2 separate regions of the Mus musculus genome follow, and region 2 is linked to region 1. A link is a contact called in public HiChIP or PLAC-seq data. All regions are on one chromosome and are shown on one strand. Each heading gives the region's core, a stretch centred on a gene start, on an enhancer-like site or on the middle of the called end of the contact. The rest is flanking DNA. Distances are from core to core; before and after follow the strand shown.

Region 1 (6,383 bases), core at 1,076-3,575:
TCTCCGTGGCTGGATGCCTGGGGTGGACTGTGTAGACGGTGGGGCTCACAATTGGAGTACCCCAGGACACTCCCTTGGAGCATGGGGTGCAGCAGAGAGGTGTCTAGGACCTTCATCTCTCCTAAGACTGCATGTAGGCTTGGGTAATGCCCCTGTCCATTTCTCTCCCAATGGCTCACCTGACCACAGAGTATGTATAAACCTCTCCCTCTCTCTGGGCCCTGACACAACTACCAGCCTCTCAGACTCAGAACTCAACTGCCAGAGTCGAGGCCAAAGGGAGGTCACAACCCTACCCGGCGAAGCCACTCGCCGACCCCTACGTACGTATCTGCTGAGGCTGTCTTTCTCTTCCGCCTTCCGCTTCTTGGCTTCCATGCTGTAGTCTGCAGAGCCCCGGTGCTTCTCACTGGCCCGGAGGCTTTCAGAGGGTGACACGGAATTGTTCTGGAAGAAGAGGACCCTGGGGTCAAACCTCCATGCTGATTGTATAATACTGCACACAGGCAATATTACATTCGAGTAAGCGGATGACAGAGGGCCAGAAGACGGAGGTGGGCAGATACCCTGTGTCTGCAGATGTGGTTCACCCACGACGTTCCCAGGACACCTTGGGTCCCTGGGAACTTACCCAAGATATCAATTTTTAGAAGCAAGGTACTGCTATTTCTGTTTCCTGGCCTGAGGCAAGGTCCCAAGAGGGTGAGGGGCACCCGTCACTCTATTTACTTCAAGGAAAGATGTGTCTTTTCAAGTCAGACCTGAGCCATAGATGAGCATACATGAAGAACTTCCATTTTAAGTTGGGCAGCGAATGAGAAAAGGTGCTGAGCTGCAGATAAAGCCCTAAGCAGAGATGAACAACCCTGAGCCCGGGCTCCTCCACTGCCAATCCTCCCACAAACGGAAGACAAGCCAGTGTCACAAAGGCACAAAGCCTGCAAGGCCACTAAGCCTTTCCCTTAGGGTGGGGACAAGTGTCCCAAGAGAGCAAGCTAAGGTCTCCCAGCAGAGGACTGTAGGTTTCATGCTGGGGAGAGAGCACTGGGAGTTTTCTCAGTTCTTCCTCTGCTCCAGGGGGAGGGAGGGGAATCCCTAGGGATGACAAGCCTGAGAAAGAGAAGATCTGAGGCAGGTGAGCAGCAGGGAAGGCTGGAAGCAGGGTGTCCTGTGGCTGTGCACAGGGAGGGGGAACCTCTGGCAAGGGCTAATCTGCAAACCTTGAAGGCCTAGCGCCCCCTCAGTGAACTCAATGGCTTACCTCAAGCACCACTGTTTGAATGTGAAGTGCTCCACAGGCTAAGGGGTCCCAGCTGATTGGGGGGAGGGGTTGTCCTTGGAACCTTCTGGACATGGATTCTGGCTGGCAGACACAGGGCCACAGGGGATTATAGGGGAGTTCTGATACAGGCCAGCTTCTTCCTAACTGTGGCTAGGATGTAACCAGTCACCCCACACTCCTGCTTCCTCCAAGTCACAATGTGACCATAACGGACTGTACACCCTCAAACCATGAGCCAAATAATCCTTCCTCGATCCAGTTATCTTATCCTAGTGATAAGAAAAGTACTGATAAACCTACCCTTGTTCAGACTGACATTAATGTCAGGAGTGATAGGATGAGTCAGAGAACCCCGGTCTAACTACAGGGATAAGAGTGGCCACAAGTCCACACATGCTAAAGATGTATGCTGGAGTCCACACAGGCTAAAGACGCATGCTGGAGTCCACACAGGCTAAAGATGCATGCTGGAGTCGTGTGGGACTCCAGAGCAAGACGATGTGCTTACAAAGAGGGACACTAAAGGCAGGTACGGTAACCCTTCTTGTCTCCTTTCCCCATTTTACTAGAGGCCAATGCTGGCCCAGGGATGGGGTTCACTGGCAAGGAACGAGGCGGGGTGGCCAGCAGGTGGATGGGTTTGGGGGAATGGTGTGGGAGGGAGCCAGCCGCAGAACTTAATTTCCTTTCCTAAGCCGGTTTTCTGGGCAGCCCTTCCCTGCCAAGTTTCTGCCTGAAGCAAATTAAAATGGCAGAGTTATCAAGCCTTGAAGAAAAAAAATGGAGGTTATAATGGAACTGCAGCTCAACCTTCCCCGCAGCCGGGCGAGCGGCGGCGATGCGCTCACAGCCGCAATTCAATTAGTTGCTGCAAGCACAGGCAGAAAAAAAAATCACCGTCATTTCATTTCATTTCCTCCGATGGTGGCGGCCACCCCGTGCTAAGCAGAAATGCTTCCAGCCCCTCAGGCTGGCTGCCCCTGCGCAGGCGGGTGATGGAGAGGAGGGAGGGGACGGGGTGGCTGCTCGTGTTTCTCCTTGCGACCCAGTGCGAGAACAGGGAACTCTTTCTTCTCATGCAGTCAGGCTGAAAACCCTCGCCGCTACCGGAGAGTCATGTCAGGCATTTAGCGGCATCGATCCAGCCCGCCTCTGGTTGGCAGGCGGCCAAAAAACTAAGTATTTTTTATTGCTTCAGCTAGGCAAGGAAATATGAATGAAGCTACCTCTAATTGGACTCCAGACTAACCCCTCTGGGACAGCTTCCAGCCTGTCCACCCGGCCCCCTCCCCTCTCTGACACAGCCTTGTCCTTCCTGCCGGAGGCCTTGACTGTTGACAAGCTGTTTTCCTAAGGCTGATTATTTCAATCTCCACCATCCAACACCATGGCCCTGAGGATGCAGCCCCCAGAGTACTCCCCATCCCCCACTGGTGCCCTCCCTGAGCTGCCCAGCCCTAGGATGTCATGGGATTCATCCCTGTTCATTCCCCAGCTCCCATGTTGAGTCAGCCTAGCTTGGATGCCAGGAGCATTATTGGGGGGGGGCTGCACACTTGGGGGTCCCTCTGGGTTTCTGGCAGAAAGCTTTCAGCAAGGGCACAAAGCCAAAAGCGAATAGGTATGAAGAAGTAGGTAATGGGCTTCAATGCCCACTTCCTGGGGAAGGCCTCCTGCTAACCAAGTAATGAGCCCTGCTACAGGGGGTCTGCCTATCCAAAGCTGAGAGGCCGTCTGGCAGGGTAATCCCCATGACATGCAGGAGGAGACAGGGGCTCCAAGGTCAAGACACAAGACCTCATAAGGCTGAGATTGGATTGAAGCTGGGGAGGGGTGGAGGTTGGGGGTGGGGTTGGGAGACAACGCAGGTGGACATACCTAGTCCAGCTTCTATGTAGGGAAACTGCCTCTCCAAAAGTATGCCACTGTTTAAGGATCAACACCAAAGCAATCAAAATGGACTTGAGCTTTAATCAATCCTTTCTTCTGTGCCTAGCCATTCCTGAGCCCAAGGGGGCGGGCGGGGCCTGGATTTCTGAGCAGGCAGGCAGGCAGGGCAAGAAGAGACAGCTAATGGGAGGGAGGTATGAGAACAGTCTGGATGGAGGGAGGGATTGGAAAGGAAGGCGGGTCAAGCAGAGAGAGCTTCCCGAGGAGGCTGCTGCCTGGACGGCTAGTTAAAGGCCTGACATTCCAAGCCCTACTTAACATGAGGTAATAAGGAGAGCCATCCTAGCAGATTAAGATGGTCCCGGATACAAGCTCTGCGATGAAGAATAAAATAGCTCTGCTAATCGCTGGAGGATTTTTTTTTTTTATCCAGACTCCAGTGTGCTTATTCAGAGGGCTTATTCACTTGAAACAGAACCTTGGAGCCTCGGTGTGATCAGAAAGATTTACAGCAAATCTCTGAGCTGGCAGACACGCAGGCGGCCTGGCCTTAATACCTGCTAGCTAGCACTTTTTTCAACAGAGTCAAAGTGCAGAGCAGGGAGAAACCTTGGGCATCTGGAGAAAGGAGGGCTCGGGATTATGCCGGAAGTAGGCATCCAGCCTACGGGGCTGATGAACCATCATCAACCTAGGCAGCATCGGGAACGCAGGGCTCAGGCCAGTGACTCCAAAGAGCCCCTTGGAAGATGTAGGTTGGTGGGCTAATGGCTTCAGTTGACCATGTCTCTTTGTAAGGGGGGCTTTGGAGGTCACTCAGGCAAGTGCCTAGAGTTAAACAGCTTCCCTAATTAAAGGTCACTCAACAGAGGACAGCAACTCCTATATTATGATAGACAGTAACTACCCCTAGTACTGAATATGGGTAGAGACACCGTCACCCACATACCAGTCCTGAAGCCAGGTCTTCTAGCTGTGGGCACACATAAACAAATGATAAATAAAAACCCCAGCTTCCACCCACAGAGCAGAACGGGAAACTGGGGTTAGCTGTGGGTAGCACAGGCTACTTGCCAGGCCTGTAATTCTAGGAACAGGCCTCTAGGCAGGCCCATCTTCCTCCCGCACCCCATCCCTACACCAAAAGCACCTTCACTTACCGTGCTGGACTCTCTCTCTGAGAGGCAGGAAGGCCAGGAAAGGAGGAGGGTCAGGACCCACAAGGAAAAAAAACAAGGTCACTTTAATAAATCACAGTTGACCTTTGTGGTTTATCAAAGCCACCTCTCACTGGTTAGCCTGACTCTACTTCCCTGAGTGCAGTGAAGGCACGCCCCGTATATGGCATCTTAATGGTGCCCCCTCCCACCAGTGCCCAGCATGGCCTAGAATCCAGGCCATTAGCCTTCTTCCTGGTGTGTCAAAAGAATCTTGGTTTGCTTTTCGCCGTACTTTCTAGAATCGTACATGAGAGCTGGGAAGGTTATTGCTTTTTTTTTTTTTTTTAAAAATTGCAATTTGGAACTGACTTCTACTGGTTTGCTTTCTTAACACCATTCTCTGTTCCTTTGCCAAAAAGCCCCCAGAAGCATAGGCCTCTGGTCACACCAGTCCAGCTAATCAGCAGCTCTCATTGTCCTCTCCCCTCTGTCAAGAAGGAACAAAACAGTTGGCCACTGGCTCCTAGGATACAGCACGGACTAAGGCTTGGATGGCGACTCCTCCCCGAAAGCCCCTGGGAGCTTGGAAGATATTGACTATGTGGCCCAGTAAATACCTAAAAGCCAACCAAAAGTACAAGCTGGCAGCGTTACAAAGAGGCTGCATGAGGCCAGGTCCTTGTTCCCTCTGATATCCTCCTGAGCCCCAGTGGTGCTATTCAGGGGGCTGGGGCAAGAGTTCCCATTCCTCGTCTCTCTAGTTACTTCTCTGTTGGCGTATTCCTGAGACCCTACACTTACAGATGGTCCACTAGTCTGAGTCAGGGTCTCAAATACCCTGGGCCAGCCTTGAACTCACTACACAGATGAGAATTACCATGAACTTTCTCCCTTTCTGCCTCTATCTCCCAGTGCTGGACTTACCGGCAGGCACTACCACCCCTGTTTTATATGGTGCCAAGGGATGAACTCAGGGTTCGGGCATGCTTGGCAAATATTCTTACCAACTGAGCAACACCCCCAGCAGTGCTGCCTCTTGGAAGGTTTCCCAGTGAGGAGACTCAGAGATCCAGAAAGATAGCAACAGAAGGCTACAACGAGGCCCCAACTCAAGCTCTTTTAAGAAAGGCACCCAGTGCAATCACGAAAGCACCCTGAAGGGCATGCAGGGCTGGCCCTAAAAACTAGGCAGGGTGTTATTGGGAATATGGGGGGCTACTGTAGATAAACAGACTGTCACCGGGGTCTACATCAGGAACTGCAGCATGTCCATGCACTGGACTCAACAGACGGCTCCAAGTCTTAGCTAACACCAGGCTTCAGGTGACAGTACTTGTCGCATCCATTTACAGTGTGCCCTCCAGCTCCAGCCCACCCAGCCCAGCCCAGCCCAGCCCAGCCAGAGCCACACCTCTGTGATCCAGTTCATGGTGGTTCTTCTCATCCTTCACCGCCAAGTGAGCTTGACTTCCCAGGGCACCAAGTGCCAGCAACCCAGAGCTGCTTCCTGTCACTGGGGGAATCCCAGGAGGCTGGAGGCCTGACGGGTGGGGTGGCAGCTGGACCGGGGGACCATGCGTGGCATGGGAGAGGTGCTGGGCCTGGAGTTGCTGCTGCTGTAATGAAGTTGGTGGTAAGCCAAGACAGGCCGGGAAGGGCAGAGGGTAGGTCACCTCTGCCCCTCCCCTCGCTCCTCCATCAGGAAGCGACAGACAGGGAAAACACCCCCCTCCAACCTTCCCCCTCGACCACATGCTCATCTTGCTCAACAAAATCTGTTAATGGACTGCAGCGTGGTGGACTGATGTCTTCAAACATCATCCCCACCCCCACCCCAGCAACAGGACAGAGTTTCCCATGCCTGTTTCCAATCCCAAGATAAATAATGCATGCATTTAAAACCCACACGGTCACTAGGGCTTCCTTTCAATAGAGAGGAATCCATTTTTAAGCTCATAGCTCATGCGTACATGCCTTTAACATCAGCAGCCAGAGCCTCCCACCCAAAGCTGGAACCTGGGGAAAGCCTCCCTGACTGGGCTTCTAAAGAA
Region 2 (6,383 bases), core at 999-3,498, 220 kb before region 1:
AGAAGCACCAGAGCGCTGACTACAATGGATTCAGAGCTAAGGGAAGGAAGCAGTTGGTGAGCGCCACACAATGGCTCCTCCTGTGTGTGGCCCAGCCTGCAGGATGGAACTGCTGATCTCAGAGGACAGTTAGGATCCTCAAGAGATAAGAATCCTCACACCAGAGACTATGTGACCCCAGTGCAGCACAATCCCTGAGGAGGGAGACGCAACCCTGAGCAGCCCCTTGCTGCCCCTGTGAGTCAGGATGAAAGGCCTGGCCCCACAAGGGGATGTGACTGGCTGTCCTTACTTTCCCTACTCAGGGCCTTCACCCTGGATGATGTCCTGCCTGGAACATTTGTCTTCCACACAGGAACACTGGTTTCCTTAGGTTTTTGCTCAGATATCATCCCTCTGTGAGTGTGTCCTGATCGCAAACATACACACACGTGCACACACTACACACATATACACACTCACAACACCACATACACACATACTGCACACACATACATATACACACACACCACACACATACATTCACACACATATACACGCAGCACATACATACACACATACCGCACACACATACTCACACACACACCACACATACACACACTCATACCTACGCATGCACACACACATACACACTCTCTCACACACACAAACATACATCACATACTTACACACACTCATGATTCCCGCCGTTCTTCCCACTTTAGTCTCCTGATGCTCTATCTTCACCAAGCTTCTGATTGCTTTTGCACATTTGATTTTGTCTGTCCGGCTGTCTGTCTGTCCTCATCCATTGCAGAATTGTCTATTGCTGTGACACATCCTCTAGAAATCAGTAGCTCAAAAGAACAAACAGGCTATCCCATCTCCCAGTCTGTGAGGAGCGTCAGAGCGTGGCTAGTGGCCCTCCCACCTCAGGAGGTGGAGACGGCTGCTAGCAGAGCTGGCAGGTCCAAGATGGCTTCGCTAGTCTGTCTGCGCCTTGGGAGCAGCAGCACGGGGAAGCTGGGACTCACTCACTATATTGGAGTGCCTACACACGGCTTCACAGATGTGGCTGGGCTCACTTTGGCCAAGGAGCCCAGGGCTCCTGGAGTGACACGGGGAAGACATAAGGGTCTTTCTTCACAGCAATGCTTCCTCCTTGTTCTCTCAGTTAGATCACCGCCAAAACCAACCTGAACTCCAGGGAAGCTAATGATTCCAGCTCTGCCCTCACTGCCTCCCCAGGAATGGGTCCAGCACACAGCGGCTTCTTAGTAGACACATCCTGGAGGCTGAGGAGGCAATGCATCTATGTTTTATTTATTTACTTCCTTGCTTACTATGTGCATTATATGAACATATGTGTGCTCATGTGTGTGTCCATGCATGTGGTCAGAGGCGGATGTCAGGTATCCTGTTCCTGCACCTTCTGCTTATCTCCTTGCGATGGAGGCTTTCTCTGAGCCTGGAGAAAGGTCAGCTGGCAGCCAGCATGACCTCATCCTTCTCCTTCTCCAGAACTGGGATTGAAGGAGCCAACACCACCACACGGGACTTGTTACCTGAGTGCTGAGGGATTTGCAGGCCCTGATACTTATGTAGCTAACACTCTTGCTTGTTGAGCCATCTTCCCAGCCACCTCAGCTAGAAACCCTTCATACCTGCCCCCGGAACCCGGAACGGAAAGGGAGTTCCTTGCTAGTTCACCATCCCCCTCCCTTCTGCCTGCTCTGCTTCTGAGCCCAAGGCTCTTTCCTCCTGTGCAGATGATCCTGGATCCAGATCATGAGCTGCCTCTGAGGGATATATATATATATATATATATATATATATATATATATATATATGCTCACGAATCACAACCACAGACAAGGTGGAGGCTGCTATGCCATTTTACAGATAAAGACATCAGGCCCAGAGAAATCAAGTCATTTCCCTCAGGTCACACAGCCTATCAAGCCCAGCCTGGAGGTTCTACAGAGCCACTGAACACCTGTCCCCCTTTTTAGGTTATGCAGGTGAGGCGCTTCCTCACCAAGCTTCTCCCCACCCCTCCCCCTAGCGTGATTTGTGTAGTCCTCTGAAACAGGACTTCTGGCATCTACTTTTTCTCCTCTCTTCCTTGGAGACCACGGTTTCCCACCCCTGAGATGCTCTGCCAAGGGAATTGGGTTTAATATTCATGAACCAGCCAGGCATGAGTGATTAGCTGACTGGTGTTGGAGGAGGCCTAATTGAATAAGGTATTTACATAACAAGTTAATGCTGTCGCCTGCGGTGCTCCTTTGCCTACCCCCACCCCCAGGCCCCCAACTTGTTCATCTTGTGCGTCTCCTCCCACTGGATGGCCAAGGACACAGAGGCGCCACTGGTGTTGATGTCCACAGCATACATAATGCCACAGAGGAGGGAATAACTGTGTATGGATGACGACACTCTGGACTCCTTGGTAGCCGGCAAGAGCAGGGGAGTTCTAGACTCCCCTAAAAGCAAACCCCCTCCCCAGGAGCTTGTAAATTAAGACTGGCCTTTGACCTAGTTGTATTCACCCCAAACCCTAAAGACCACAGATGACTCCCACCCCACTTCTGAGCTTGCATCCTTTTCTGTGATGTGCTGGACCCCAGTGTGATCGCAGGGAGTCTAGGACTATACACCACCTGCCTGGAGTAATATAGGAAGTGAGAGGACTGAGCACCGGGTTCTTCCTGGCCCAGGGGTTAGCACACTTGCTATGCAAGTGGGAGGACTTGAGTTCGAATCCCCAGAACCCATGGAAAAGCCAGATAACAATAGCACATGTCTGTAATCTGATTGTCCCTACAGAGAAACAGGATGGGGAGAACAGAGAATCTCTGGAAGCATGTGAACCAGTTAGCCTGGTGTACATGGCTGGACAAAGCCAAACAAAGAGACCTTGTTTCAAATGAGGTTGGAGGTGGGGGACAGACACCCGAGGTTGTCCTTAACCCATCATACACAAGTCATGGCGTGTGCGTGCTTGCACTCACACGGAGATAATAAGTGAATAAATAATGGGGGAAAATCCTGTGATTGTAAAGACATAAGTCACTATGTTCACATCTTCCCTAAGATCTGCCTTCAGGGTTAGGCCTGGACAGCACTCCCTTGGGGTTCTGCAACTCAGGGTTACAAGCTCATGAAGTCCTTGTTCACCACAGGCTGGGAGGTGTGTGGTGCATCTGACCTCAGGCGAGAGGAACACCAAGCCAAGTCCCTTGGCTTCAGTTGAAAGGGCTCAGCAGCCTCTCCCTGCAGGCAAACTACAAAGATGGGCTGGGCATGTCTGAGGAGAGTAGAAAGCACTAGCCGCTGAGCCACCAGCTCCAGTGAGCCGCCAGTGCACTGAAGCCCTGGAGCAGTGGATGGTGTCCTGCGAGGGCCACAACAGTCTGATTCTTCTTGCCAGGCACAAGAGGGGTAGAGCTGGGAAGCTGCGTGTCTGACCATGTGTGTGTGACTTCTGGGAGCTGCTGGTCCCTTGTTTGGAGACTGAACAAGATGATGGAGCTTACCTCATGGATTTGAGTGAGGAGAAAAAGAATTGTCTCATGTTAGGTGTTCAAAACAACAAATATTGCAACCAGGTACCTCAGTAGGTAGAATCTTCCAGTAGACTATGAAGATGGAGTGCGTGTAGGAGTGCAAGATCATGTCTTGAGCTTCAATCTTTTTGGTGGCTAATGATGGGTGAAGTTTAGATAACTTTCATGGCTCTGAGCTGTATGACAGGGGTCATGAGTCTGATCTGTCAGTCAAAACGGCAGACACTAATAGACAGCGCCTGTCACACAGTGGACTGAGCCAGTGAGGATGGAGAATCCGGCCTTCGTGAACCTCCCTAGGGGCTGGCACTTCTGATCCCCGTGAACATGAAGCCAGGGGGTCTGGACTGTTGGCTCCAGTGCACTGGAGGGCAAGGCTGGGCAGCTGTGCCTTTTAGAAATGCACAGCTGCTGAGCTGTTGATTAAATGTTTGGAACAGAAGTATTTTAGAAATATCTGATGGGAGAGGAGCCCTGCCGCAGGGTGGTTCTCCACTGAGATGGGTTGCTGTTTGGTTTTTTTTAAGGTCTTGCATGTGATGGCTATCACAAGGTAGAAGGTAGCTGGTTGGTTAGTGTCTTGTCCTCCTGGGTAGCTGCATGGTGACATCTGCTCCTGGCTCCTGCCACCACCACATTCCCATTCTGTGTAGTCTCCCCCCTGCTGCGGACCAGCGGCAGCTTTCTGACATCAGAATAGCTCAAGGCTCTATTTCCAAGTTTGCCCATCCCCACCGGGAGGCCAAACCATTACACTTGGCAAGGGAGACCACAGGAGAATCAGCAGTTAAACCAACATCTTAGATATTGCCAGTGTTTTTGGTTTTGTTCCTTGCCCACCATGACACATTCCCCAGAAGCTGTGGTGTAATTCCTGTTCCTAGCAGCACTCACATATGCCAAGCAGCCAGTGGGAGGTGTGAAGGCATGGCTACTGTCCCTGAGAGTACTCCTGGTGTCTGCTCCCAGTGGGGGAGAATGTCAGGGCCAATGCTGAGGACCAAAGCTAGATATGGGTGAGGTCGGGGAGGCAGGTGAGGATGGTTAAACACTCAAGGATCAAGACAAATCAGTATTTTTAAAGGCCAGGTTCACTAGCCTTTACAAAGAATCTAGACATTGCTTTTTATTTTTTTTTTAAATACGTTCCTTTGAAATGCTTATCATGGCTGGTGCACTCTCATGAGAGGTGCTGCTTAAATTTCTCATATGGGGAGGGAAGAACACCTCACTGCTGTACTAGTCTTGGCCCAGGACCACGGTGTCTCTGGTATCTGCAGTGGCGAAGGCAGAAGGTTGACTTTGGCTTCAGGGTTTAGCACAAGTAGCGGCAGGGAAAGGAGGGAGGGGTCCCCTAGGATCCCTGCTGGGAGTGTGTGGTATAGCCTGGCAGATTCCTCTGACTTGGGGTACCAGAGAGAGGTCAGGGAAGCCAGACATCTATTGCCAGACCATGAAGCACAGACAAAGAGGAGCTGTCCCTAGACGCTGTTCCCAAGCCCTGGAGTTCAGTGGACCAGAAAGGAAGCAAGAGGCCAGCCTGGACCGACTGAAGGATGCCTGGGGTTCTCGGGAAGCTGATACCCAGAATTCTCTGCACTTTCCCATCATGCCCTCCTCTGCTCTAGAGGATACTGGGGGGAGCCCCAGCTGTAAAAACAAGCAAGTAGAAGGTAGAAGATAAATCAAGGACAGGCAGGAGCTGGACACAGCACCTCTTGCGCCAAGCCAGTGGGCATGCCCCTGCCTCACCACTCCTGTGGTACTGATGTGGAAACTGAAGCGTAGAGAACCTCGGACTGAGCTGGGTTACCTGGCCAGCATGTCTTCAGACCCCTTGCTTCTACTCTCTGCTGCCTCTGAGTTTAAACACCCCTCCCTGCTCCAGGCTGCTCAGCCCCAAACTGTCACTTCCACCTTCTCCTCCCCTCTTAACTTTCCCAAAGTGAATATCATTATTAATATTATTTGCCTAATTAACACATTGGCTGAATGACAGAAAACATGCAAACAGGTTTTGCCAGAGAAACTCTGTCTGATTAAAACTGCAGCCCGTCTAATTAGATGGAGATTTCTTCATTACCTTCCCCATTTTTAGATGAGCCAGCTCCCTCCCCTGCTCCTCCTGTCCCCACTTCCCTGTAAGGTGGCTCAGCTGATGAAAGTGTTTGCTGCACAAGGATGAGGACGGGAGTTCGAATCCCCAGCAGCCATGTAAGTGCTCAGTGTGCACAGCAGCACCCCTGCAATCCCAGCAGGAGGGAGGCAGAGGCAGCCTATCCCTGGAGCAAGCTAACTAGCTGCGTCCACCGCAGGCGTTTGCATCATGTGCACATACATGCTAACATGCATACCTACTCCCACATGCCCCTTGCCTGGAGCACACACACACACACAAAGAACAATGGTTAGGAGCCCTTACTGAAAACCTGTGCTGGTGAGAGCTTTCCCACATGGAAGTCTTCCAGAGGGAGTATTGTTGCCATTTTGCAGATGAGAACACTGAGGCTTCCAGGGAATGGGCCTGGAGTAGACTTTTCAGACCCAGCCCATTCCAGCTGCCACAGCAGTTTCCCCTCAGCCTTTCCTCATTCCTCTGCCATCCATCTTTCTACAGTTGTTAGGAAGCACAAAGTGAAGTTCCATGACCAAGCCCAGGGTGGGGCCAGGGCTGTCCAGAGATGTCCTAAGCTGAGGTCAGCCAGAGTTGTGTGAGTGGCATCTACAAGAGCCTCAAGAATGTGGGAGCCCAAATTGGGAGGGTGCCGGGGCACACTGTGGTGAATGAGGTCAGACACAGTTAGGGGTGGGGCTGCCAGGTAACCTGAGACAAGT

What was found. HiChIP or PLAC-seq counts read pairs in DNA pulled down with a chosen protein or histone mark.
Region 2: an H3K4me3 HiChIP or PLAC-seq map of embryonic basal ganglia shows a contact between it and region 1, with 2.2 times the contacts expected there. The contact joins two enhancer-like sites. A contact is called at or near these places in 4 of 115 datasets of contacts at active chromatin or transcription factors (embryonic basal ganglia, embryonic stem cells and neural progenitor cells) and 1 of 9 other capture datasets (adipose tissue).

What each region holds. Positions count from the first base shown.
Region 1 is chr9:61,401,418-61,407,800 of GRCm38.p6, reverse strand. It overlaps Tle3 (transducin-like enhancer of split 3), which reads right to left. Exons shown (of 20, transcript NM_009389.2): 7 at 5,744-5,948; 8 at 4,333-4,349; 9 at 328-447. Among named protein-coding and RNA genes, the nearest start is that of Tle3, 32 kb to the right of the region's middle. Within about 2 kb of position 2,325, at least 106 of the 459 cell types and tissues checked have an H3K27ac peak or open chromatin away from gene starts, as enhancers often do. A contact at or near this core is called in embryonic basal ganglia, where this site is marked.
Region 2 is chr9:61,619,031-61,625,413 of GRCm38.p6, reverse strand. No RefSeq gene overlaps it. Among named protein-coding and RNA genes, the nearest start is that of Gm39350, 27 kb to the right of the region's middle. Within about 2 kb of position 2,248, at least 20 of the 459 cell types and tissues checked have an H3K27ac peak or open chromatin away from gene starts, as enhancers often do. A contact at or near this core is called in embryonic basal ganglia, where this site is marked.